Regions from separate parts of the Ovis aries genome. Here region 1 is linked to region 2. Evidence: chromatin contacts called from public Hi-C data. All regions are on one chromosome and are shown on one strand. The core of a region is the stretch at or near the end of the contact, and the rest is flanking DNA. Distances in the headings are between cores, read along the strand shown.

What was found. A called contact is a pair of places that touch in the nucleus more often than the background predicts.
Region 1: a contact with region 2 is called in a Hi-C map of hypothalamus, with 4 times the contacts expected there. The contact joins two enhancer-like sites. A contact is called at or near these places in 2 of 16 Hi-C or Micro-C datasets (hypothalamus and tail adipose tissue).

Annotation. Positions count from the first base shown.
Region 1 is chr2:157,130,229-157,135,825 of ARS-UI_Ramb_v3.0, reverse strand. All of the region lies in intron 1 of FMNL2 (formin like 2), which reads left to right. Among named protein-coding and RNA genes, the nearest start is that of FMNL2, 160 kb to the left of the region's middle. Within about 2 kb of position 1,590, at least 11 of the 54 cell types and tissues checked have an H3K27ac peak or open chromatin away from gene starts, as enhancers often do. A contact at or near this core is called in hypothalamus, where this site is marked.
Region 2 is chr2:156,979,548-156,985,192 of ARS-UI_Ramb_v3.0, reverse strand. FMNL2 (formin like 2) reads left to right here. Exons shown (of 26, transcript XM_060409919.1): 20 at 1,522-1,651; 21 at 4,360-4,523; 22 at 5,467-5,568. Among named protein-coding and RNA genes, the nearest start is that of PRPF40A, 79 kb to the right of the region's middle. Within about 2 kb of position 3,647, at least 11 of the 54 cell types and tissues checked have an H3K27ac peak or open chromatin away from gene starts, as enhancers often do. A contact at or near this core is called in hypothalamus, where this site is marked.

The DNA.
Region 1 (5,597 bases), core at 341-2,840, 150 kb before region 2:
TGGGAAATAGATGGGGAAACAGTGGCTGACTTAATTTTTTGGGGCTCCAAAATCACTGCAGATGGTGATTGCAGCCATGAAAGTAAAAGACACTTACTCCTTGGAAGGAAAGTTATGACCAACCTAGATAGCATATTCAAAAGCAGAGACATTACTTTGCCAACAAAGGTCCATCTAGTCAAGGCTATGGTTTTTCCAGTGGTCATGTATGGATGTGAGAGTTGGACTGTGAAGAAAGCTGAGCGCTGAAGAATTGATGGTTTTGAACTGTGGTGTTGGAGAAGACTCTTGAGAGTCCCTTGGACTGCAAGGAGATCCAACCAGTCCATCCTAAAGGAGATCAATCCTGGGTGTTCATTGGAAGGACTGAGTTTGGAGCTGAAACTCCAGTACTTTGGCCACCTGATGCGAAGAGCTGACTCATTAGAAAAGACCCGTATACTGGGAAAGATTGAGAGTAGGAGAAGGGGATGACAGCGGATGAGATGGCTGAATGGCATCACCGACTTGATAGACGTGAGTCTGAGGGAACTCCTGGAGTTCGTGATGGACAGGGAGGCCTGGCGTTCTGCGATTCATGGGGTCGCAAAGAGTCGGACACAACTGAGTGACTGAACTGAATTGATATTTTTTTTAACAAGAAGCAATATTCATTATTATGAAGCAGTACTCATGGAAAAAAGAAAATAACTGAGATATTAGTGATTGTTCTGTTTTTTGTTCCCCTTTCACATTGTTTTGCAAGATTATTTCATTGCCTCTCTAACAATATTCATGAAAACAGAGTCAACAGAAATTCTTTCCCTAGTACTGCCCAATAGGATACCAGCCATAACCTTGAGTAGGAGAGTAGATGTTTGTTTCCTAGCTTTAAAGAATGTATAATGTTGTTAGATTAGCGAGAGATTCATTTTAAAGCAATGATTAGAAGCAGTTAATGATTTAAATAGGTATTGTAAGAATAAGTTACAGATGGTATGGTGCAGTCTGTAAGAACTACAGAAACTTAAAGAAGGCTGAGATTGTTGTGCAATTATGGAAAGTGTTCTTAAGGAAGAGGAAGTTGAGAGGTGGAACTATTTTCTCACTGAACTTGTCCTTATTTTAAATTGAGGATTGGATAAGCTTCCAGTTTAATGTCTTTTTTCCCTTTTAAGTAATGCCTGAGAGTTCTGAAAATGTTCTTTATAAGGAAAAATAGAAGAATCTTTTAAAACTCAGCTGTCCTTTCTAGAAGAATGTGTACTAGGTAAAAAGAGACTAAGGTGCTGATAAAATGAATGTCTCAGTCAGTTTTCATTTGGGCATGTAGAGTAGCTGGCAATTAGAATCTTGCAATTTTTCTTAGAAAAGCATGAATACCCATTTCAAGTATTACCAAATCATTCGGCTCATATAGGCTACTGGCTTGGTGAGGACACAGGCTTGGTTAAAAACAAAAGAAAATGCACATTGTTGATTTACAAATAAAGAAAGCCAGCTGCAGATCCTGGTGAACCCTTTTAACCATCTTCCCCAGGAAGGATGCAGCGCTGGGTAAGTCAGACTGAGGTCTCTGGAAAACTGCCTGATATATAAACAAGGGCCGGCCAGTGTGAGGCCGGAGGAAGGGGGCCATCTTCAGGAAGCTGTGAGCTTTCCCTTTTGTAGAGTGATTGGTTGGACCAAAATGTTAAAGGGCCATTGACCGCAGTGTTGCTGTACTTCCTAGTTCACTCTCAAGATCTGACCCCAAATAACAAGCACTGTTTTCAACACAAAGGACAGAACTGTTAAAAAGCGACCAAGTACAGAACAAATCTGATTGTAAAATAAGGCTTATAAACTGCACTAAGTGCGATGGGAGCCAAATTTATAGAGAAACTACCACTGAGATGATAATATTCCAATGTTTTCAGTTTCAGTAGTGTTTCAAGTTGGCTTCAGAAACACATGGTATTCAATAAACACTTCTTAATTTGCTGCTAGTTTCTTTCCTTTCAGAGAGCCACGGAATGAAATTGATTTGAGAATTATCATTTGGATTTAATGAACAGTTTAAAAAATGTTAATCTCATTGTGGTGAATGAGTTTTTACCCACCAAACAATTGCACAGTGAGTTCATAATGATTTTAAATTTGATTCAGAATGAAAGGTTTTATGAAGTGCACTATGTCATGTCCCTTGGCTCTTGTCGAAGAAAGTCCTATGTTGTAAGCCTGTTAGAGCAGTGACGTGGTCCGCTTTGGGACTCTTGGTTCTGAAAACACATGATCAGGGCCATGCAGGTTTTATTTATATGACAGATATTTACTGTACACCTGTTGAGTTGTAGGTAGTATGTGTGGAACATGTGAGTCACTTCTACAAAGTCAGCTATTTTGTTTTAGCTCAGGTCGATTAACAAAAAGAAAACATTTGAAGAATATGTGGAACACTTGGGGATTCTTCACTGAAACACCTTATTTGGCTGTGCTGTCTGCCTGCTAGTAATACTTCTATTATTGTATACTATACAGTCTCTTAATGTAAAGGGCAGTTCAGAGTTCTCTTAGGAAAAGCTTTTATTAAAAATATTAAGAGGCAACAGGAGAGCCATTCAGGATTGGAATATCATTGAGTTCCACTGCAATTCCAGGTAATGCCTTTGATGTAACAGGCACATGTCATCTGTAAGTTTTATCATGCTCCTGTTCTATGAAGATCACATGACCAGACAAAGGGACTCTGAAGATTGATGCGATGTTCATGCTCTAAAAACCTCATAGTTGTCAGCGCTGACACATACCCCCAGCGCACATGGGTGCATACACAGACATGACTAGATAGCATGTACCAAGTGTTAATTGACCAGAATGATTTGTTTAGTGTTTAAAACTAGAGATTGACAGGGGTAGCTATTCTGAAGTTGTGTTACTTTTACTCGTTAATTTTAGCATCCATTGATTCCCTGTCTGAAATAATTATTGCTGTGTTGCTTGCCAAATGGTGGTTTTTTAATTTCAGCCATCCATCCTTCATTTATTAGTTGGCATTCTGCTTTAGTGAGGAAGAGCTGTTGCTTGTTCCCTCATTGTTTATTCAATTATTTGTATCAGTACAGATTTGTGGATATTTTCCTAAGAGTTATAATCTCCTACTATCATTTGTTGGTGTTGCTCAGATTGTTCTAGATGTGGCCATTGGGAGTCCCTTAAATTTAGGTCCTGTGTCCTTTTGACATATTCCCATCATTTTTTAGGAGTCGTTTTAACTTTCTGACAGCATAAGATATCCCAGGCTCATCCTGAATTTTTCCTGCTCCAGCCATAGAATCAGCCATTTCTTCAAAAAGCGAGAAAGGCATTGCCACTGAGACATTATTAATTTTAGGTCCTCAGCAGATGAAGTGAAGAGTTATAAACTCCAGGGCTCATTCTAGCTTTCACCCTTAATTGTAACTCCTTTCTCCGAAAGTGAGAAACCTGGCGTTTGTAGCCAAAACATATTAATATCTATTTATGTGTGCACTCCTCAGCTACATATAAAGTAGTTTCAGAATGCTAGCATATACCCTTGTGAGAAACAAATTTACTAGCTAAGTTAACACTGTTTGTGGACAATTTATTTTTCCGCGAAATCAGAATATTTAGTCAAACTAGTGTTGACCAAAGTTATTTGGGTTAGTTCTTTTCTTTACCTACTTTGGTGGGCTTTTGTTGTTGATTTTTATTTAGCTACATTCACTTATTACTGTTTTGTTCCGATTGCTGCCATACCCTGCTGACTGCTGACAAGTGCTCAGTTGTGTCCGACTCTTTGTGGCCCCATAGTCCACGGGGTTCCTCTGTCCATGAAATTCTCCAGGCAAGAATGATGGAGTGGGTTGCCATTTCCTTCTCCAGGAGATCTTCCCCACCCAGGGATCAAACCCTGGTCTCTTGCATCTGCTGCATTTTAGGTGTATTCTTTACCAGTAATGCCACCTGGGAAGCCCCATCCTAGCTGATTTTTAGTTATTTATTTATCGTGAAAGTATATGAAATATTGCCTTTCTAAAAGTGTGTTCAGAAAGTGTCATTTCCTCTTTGTCCCTTCTACCTCTTTCCCATTCTCTCATTCTTTTCACCCCATTCCCACCCTCTCTCTGAAGGTAAATAATTTCATTACCTCTTGGCTTATCCTTCCTATATGTATGTATTTATTTTATATATGTATAATGCACAAATCAGTGGACACATTAGTATTTTCTTCTTTCTTATATGAAAGTGGTATACTTTCATGTTTTCTATTGCTGCACAAAAACTACCACAGACTAAGTAACTTAACACAAAGTTATTATCTCTTATTTATTATTTCCTGCACCAGGGAGTTGGGCTTGTCTTAGCTGAGTCCTCTGCCCAGAATCTCAGTAAGCTGAAATCAGGGGGTGGGCCAGGCTGTGATCTCACCTGAGGCTCAGGGTCCTCTTCTGAACTCCCTGGTTAACAGGGTTCACTTCCTGGTGACTGTGGGAGTCATCTCCTAGAAGCTGCCCACCATACCTTGGCACATGGCCTTCTCTGTATGTCCTGCTGGCCTCTTCAAGTCCAACAGGAGAATGTCTGTGCTGCTTTGAATTTTTCTGACTACTTTGTTCTCTCACTGTAGAGTCTTGAGTTGTCTGATGAGATCAGACCCACCTAGGCTAACCTCTGTCTTTACCTTTGCCATACAGTGTAACCTAATGACCTTTTCTATCACATTCATAATTTGTTCTCATGCTCCAGAGGGGACAGGATTCAGGACGGTCAGTTCTGTCTGTTCATGTGTACCAGAGAGCAGGTATCCTGGGGGCTATCTTAGAATTCTGCCTTACCAGACATCATACAGTAGGTCCTCTTTTGTGCTTTGCATACTATAATGCAGTGTTATGAAAAAAAGAAATGTATTTGTTATACTTATCTACTTTGTTCTTTAATTACTAAAGGATGATTTTTGGTACTTAGGAAGGTCTGAATTTTGCTTCTAGTGGATGCCTTTGTTTTATTTTTTTTTTTTTATAAAAAAGCCCTCAGTCGCTGGTTTCTTAGTTAACCTTATATTATCTGGTTTGTCAGTTTCTAATGATAGTCTTTAAATCTTACCTATTTCCTGTACGGCAGTCAGCGAGCTTAATTTATTTTCCTCTTTCATTCTCCCTTCTTCCAGTTCGTTAACTTGTATTATTTCTGTGTTGACACAACATGCAGCATTATTGCATTCGTCTTCCAGATCTGCATTTTCATTCTTTGTTTTTAGATTTTGCTGCTGGCATGGCTTTTGTGTGACTTATTTTTTCCTTCTGTGTAATTTTGGGAGCATATATGATTATCCTTATAACAGTGTTTTTCCTCTTCTTTTTCTTTAGAGTTCAGAGAATACTGAGTTTCAGAGATCATTAAATAAAAAAATACTGAATACGGACAAGGAAACTTACCCGAATGTTCTAAGACCTTACCGTTTATGTGCATTATTGAAAACAGCACAAGTTCTCTATTTTATAAAGAGAAGGAATGGTTCCTTAATCAACTTAATTAGTACAGAAATTTGGCATCTTTGTAAACATAAAGGGCCTGATGATGAATAAATGACATTCTGTAAGGCAGAAGCATGAAGG
Region 2 (5,645 bases), core at 2,398-4,897:
GTGAGTGGGTTAAAAGAAATACAAGAGTTATATGAGAGATGAAACAGCTGGCAAAGATTAAACCCTGAAGCAGAGAGATTCTGCTCTGGGAAGCAGGGTGGGATATTTTGATGAAGATTCTCTGCTAGTGGGAGGATCAGTTGGTACAAATTTTCTGAAACACCATTTGGCAGCGGGTACTTCAAATGTTAGGAATACTCATACCTTGTGACCCAGTATTTCCATTTTTAGGACTCTTTCCTCAGGAGTCAGAAGTATGGATTCTGTTGTTTTATTTATAATTGCAAACAATTAGCAACAATGTAACAGAGAAGGCAGTGGCACCCCACTCCAGTACTCCTGCTACAGTCCATGCGGTTGCTAAGAGTCTGACATGACTGAGTGACTTCACTTTCACTTTTCACTTTCACGCATTGGAGAAGGAAATGGCAGCCTACTCCAGTGTTCTTGCCTGGAGAATCCCAGGGACGTGGGAGCCTGGTGGGCTGCCGTCTATGGGGTCGCACAGAGTTGGACACGACTGAAGTGACTTAGTAGTAGCAACAATGTAAAGATTGGACATTTGGGGAAATGATTAAATATGCTGTAATAATAGTTGATCCAATGAGCTCTCCTCCAAGTGTAAGAATATTTGTGAAGAGTTTTAAAAGGAATAGGTAATTTGATGTTTAGGAAAGAAAGGGTGTAAGTTGTCTATACAGTTTGATTTTTAAGTAAAATATGGAAGAAAAACCCGAATGGAAGTAGTCAGGTGTTAACAGAGAGGTTGAATGGAATTAGGAAATTCTTTAAAGCTTATTTTTATTTTTCTGTGTTGTCTAAAAAAAAAAAAAGATTTTTTTTTCCTCCTTCTTGGATGGAGAAGGGTGCTCTGCTTTTCAGTCACCTGACTTGTGTGAATAGCACTAGAGAAAATGCTCTGTGGAGCCCTGTCCCCCAGGCTGTATGGGGTACCATGATTTCACAGGAGCCTCTGGGGCAGTGGGTGGAGTCCCCGGCCCAGGGCTAGGCGTTATTTGATGGGGAGTGTGTATTAAGTCTCAGTTCTGGCCCCTAGGAGGCCACAGTCCATTGAGCACATCTGCTTTGGGTTGGGAAATAAAAGCGGCCAAGTGGGATGTGAGGACTGTGGGGAAAGGACCTCTGCCTGCCAGGGCACACCTGTGCTCACCTGCCAGTTCCAGCCCCAACCCCACTCTGGCCTTTACTTGGGGAGCAGAGCCTGGAGTCTTGCTGCTTGTAAGCACCGGGGAGGCGGTGGGGCGGATGGGGACAAGGAGTTCCCGTGAGGAGAGAAATGTGAACGGCTCTCGTGCTTAGAGTCGTCTCTGAAGTTGGGTGTATCCCCTGGTCATGAAGTCCTCTTGTCACTTAATAATCCATGGGCTGGTTCACGTGAGAACCAAGCTGACTCTCCTGTGGGGGTGTTTTCCGTCTCCTCTGGGGTTCCTGTGCACAGGTGTTTATTCTGAGTGGGAGGATGTCATCTTTACTCTAACCTGTGTCCCCTCTGGTTTTCAGCTCTTAGATACGAAGTCAACGGACCGAAAGCAAACGCTTTTGCACTATATATCCAATGTCGTAAAAGAAAAATATCAACAAGTGTCCCTCTTTTATAATGAGCTTCATTATGTGGAGAAAGCTGCTGCAGGTACTCAACTTCAGCTTTTAACATTACTGTTGGGTGTAAATGCCTTGAGTCATGGGGGAACCATTCCCTGTGTAAATAGCACTCCTCAGAACCCTTCTATGAGAGTGAGGCTAAAATATCAGAGGCTCTGAGCTGAAACACATTGGCTATGGTGCTGCCCATTCCTGGGATCAATAACAAACATGCACATAAAGGTGACCTTAGTGTCCTCTTTATAAAGATCCAGGTCTTTGGGGCTCATGCGACTTCCCTCTTCCATCTGTTGCCCTTTTTATTCTGTTCCTGTCATTTTCTTTTTTTTTTCACTTTTTGGGTATGCCTCTCAGCATGTGGGTTCTTAGTTCCCCGACTAGGGATCAAACCTGTGTCCCTCTGCACTGGAAGCATGGAGTCTTCACTGGAACACCAGGGAAGTCCCTGTTGCTGTTATTTGACGTAAGAGAATGAGAATCTAAGATTCAGCCCCAACAAATTCTTTAATTAAATTTTGTGCCGTCCTACTTGCACAGGTGTGGCAGTTCTAAACGTTTGTGTTTAGCCTGAATTATCAGAAATTATCAGTAATTCTCGTTGCTGTGACAGTTGGGAATTTTTTTGTATAAATCACCAATGACCCTGAGATTGTGGCTCTGTACTGGGTAATAGAATCCTTATGTTTCAAGTGAGAAAACTTGACATTTTTTATAGATTAAATGCCTTTACCAAGGATACATGGCTAGAAAGTGATAGAAACACAGCTCAAGGAACTCCCCTGGTGGTCTAGTGGTTTTAGGAAGCTGCCTGCCAGTGCATAAGACATGGGCTTGATCCCATGTCCAGGAAGATCCCACAAGCCACGGCACAATGAAGCCCGTGTGCCACAACTACTGAGCCTGTGCGCCGCAACAGGAGAAGTCAGCGCGGCAATAAATAAATAATAATAATTTAAAAGCGAAAGGAACTTGAACTCAGGTTGTCTGCTCATATGCATTTCTCTTCTGGTGGAGTGATTTCCTTCCTTTTCAAGTTTCCCTTTGTCTAAATTAAGGGGTTTTAGCATCACAATTCTAATTAAGAAAAAACAAGTTTAAAAATTTCCTATAGCTCATTTTGGCCCAAATGAGATTCCCCTAAAGTGTCATTTCAAAAAACCCAGTGGGGGAGATTGGGGAGATTGAGGTGCTCTCTGACAGACTTGTTTTCTGCATTCTCACTCTGGGGCCCACGTGGATTCCTTTATCTATTCATTTATTTTTACTGTGGTAGAAGTCATGTAATATTAAAAAGTACCGTTTAACTATATTCACCCGTGCAGTCCAGGGACACTGATCAGTGTGGATGTGTAAGTACATTCACTTTGCTGCGCAGCTCTCACCATGATCCGTCTCCTGAATTTTTCCCTTTCCTAAACTGAATCTCTGTCCCCATTAAACACTAACTGCCCATCCTTTGTCCCCTCCCCACCCCACCCCCAACCCCTGGCCTCTACCAATGTACTTTCTGACTCTCTGAATTTGACTATTCTAGATATCTCATATAAAATGAAATCAAACAGTACTTGTCTGCACCTAATGTATATTGGAATGCCTTTTTAAGTTTGATATGTGACAGATTCTTTATCCCGCCCCTCGTTTATTCATTCACTCCTTCCTTTAGCCAGGAAACCTTTTTTGAGTTCCTGCTTTGTACTTGTTACTGGCCTAAGCACTGAGGAGTCAGAGATGAATAACACAGTGTGGGTCTAGCTCGGGAAAAACATGCTACTTTGTTCTATAATTCCTCCCTGTGCAGAGCTGAGTCAGGGAATGGGGAGCCGGAGGTGGGGCTCGGACCTCCTGCAAGAGGCTGCAGGGGTGAAGCCTCCCTGGGCGGATGGCTACCCTGCAGATGGAAAGATTCCTGCTCATAATCCCTTCTGAAGCACGGAAGGGTTGTTAGCAAAAAGAAGCTGTTCCAGGTTGCTTTGGGTCCTGGTGGTCAGGACAACTGAAATTCAGTAGGTGAAATGCTGCCCCCTGCTGGAGAGTCATAGAAATGCAGAAGAGTTCAAGGGCTTCCCTTGTGGCTCAGCTGGTAAAGAATCTGCCTGCAATGTGGGAGACCTGGGTTTGATCCCTGGGTTGGGAAGATCCCCTGGAGAAGGGAAAGGCTACCCACTCCAGTATTCTGGCCTAGAGAATTCCATGGACTATACAGTCCATGGGGTCACAAAGAGTCAGACACGACTGAGTGACTTTCACTTCACTTCACTTCACTTCACTTCACTTCACTTCACTCACCGCTTAGAGGATAAGCTCTTGGGCCAGTCAGTTAAGGAACCTCTGAGCCTATAGGCTAAGCAATAGGTTATCACATCCAGTAAGAGGAGTGGAATAGTTGGAAACAAACACAAGATTTGGGGTCCGTTATTTGTTATCCAGACTCCATCTCTGCCACCTCCTAGCTTGTGACATGAGGAAGCCCGTGTGACTTCTTCGTGCTGCTTTTCCTCGTCAGCAACGTGGGCTGATGGTACAAATGAATTAGTGCATATAAGGGGTTTACTGCAGTGCTTGATGGTGAGCGCTTAGTAAATCCCTGCTATGGAAGCCTCTCTTCACTGAAGACTGGAAACCAGATCCCAGGCTCTTGCATAACCCTGGTAGCCCACTGAGGAGTCGGCTTCCCAGTGAGAATTCACTGTGGCTTTGACCTTTCCCACTGAAGTCACCTTGCTTTCCCTACTTCAGTGTCCCTCGAGAATGTTTTACTGGACGTCAAGGAGCTGCAGAGGGGCATGGACTTGACCAAGAGGGAGTACACCATGCATGACCACAACACGCTGTTGAAGGAGTTCATCTTCAACAATGAGGGGAAGCTGAAGAAGCTGCAGGACGATGCCAAGATTGCCCAGGTCAGTGTCTGTGTCCCCGACCTCCGTGAAGAAGAAGGAATTGGATTCCGTAAAGCCACCTGGGGTCCTGTCCTGACAATGGGGGGTAAATTCCCCTCTGTCTGCTGAGGATAGATACCCTGTGTAACTGTGCTCAGCAGGGATAGGGTCTTTCTGCATTTGTGCCTGGAGATGTCCCTGGCCTGCTCATTGTCCTCTTCTAATCTGAGTTTTTCTTGAGGCCCACCCCTGCTTCCCATCCATCCCTAGGCTCCCTTTACCATGAGTCCTGTATTCAGTTCACCTCAACCAATACACGTCTGGCCTGTGCTCAGCAGAGCAGTGTTTGCAGTGTGTTGGGTTTCTGTGGGACTTGACCTTGCAATCTTTCGCCACACTGGGGGTCAAGTTACGTACTTGAGAAGCAGCCAGAGTGGACTGGACACCATCACAGAAAGGGGAGGCTGTGTCAGGGGAACCCAGGAAGCAGACGTGTTGGGCTGGCTCCCGTGTGAGGCTGGCTGCCTTGTGTCCCAGGAGGATTTGGGCAAAGACATGAGTGCCCTGCTGTGGGACCCCTGGAAGGAGTGTGGAAGCAGTGAGCTGGAGTCTGACCAGTTTCTAAGGTCCCTTCTGACTTGGTCGACTTTAAGGAGTCCTCCCATGGCCTGAGGACACTCTTGTAAGGAGAAGCTCCTCGTGTATGTGTGTCTGTGTGTGTCTGTGTGTGTGACTGTGTGTGTGTGTCTGTGTGTGACTGTGTGTGTGTGTGTGTGTGTGTGTGTCTGTGTGTAAAGTGGCAGGAGTTCCCAGGGATGGCTTTGGGTTGCCTTAACACAGGCTGTGGAGAATCATGGGAGGTGAGGGAGAGCAGAGGCCAGAGAGTTGCAGGGGCCCCTGCAGCTCTTTCCCAAGTTCACATGCTGGAAAAAATGACATTTAAGAGAAATTCACTTTTTCACAGGATGCCTTTGATGACGTGGTGAAGTATTTTGGAGAAAACCCCAAGACGACACCCCCGTCTGTCTTCTTCCCCGTCTTTGTCCGGTTTGTGAAAGCCTATAAGGTAAACCGGTGTCTGTCAAGCCTCCCCTGTGTAACTGTGCTCAGCAGGGACAGGGTCTTTCTGCATTTGTGCCTGGA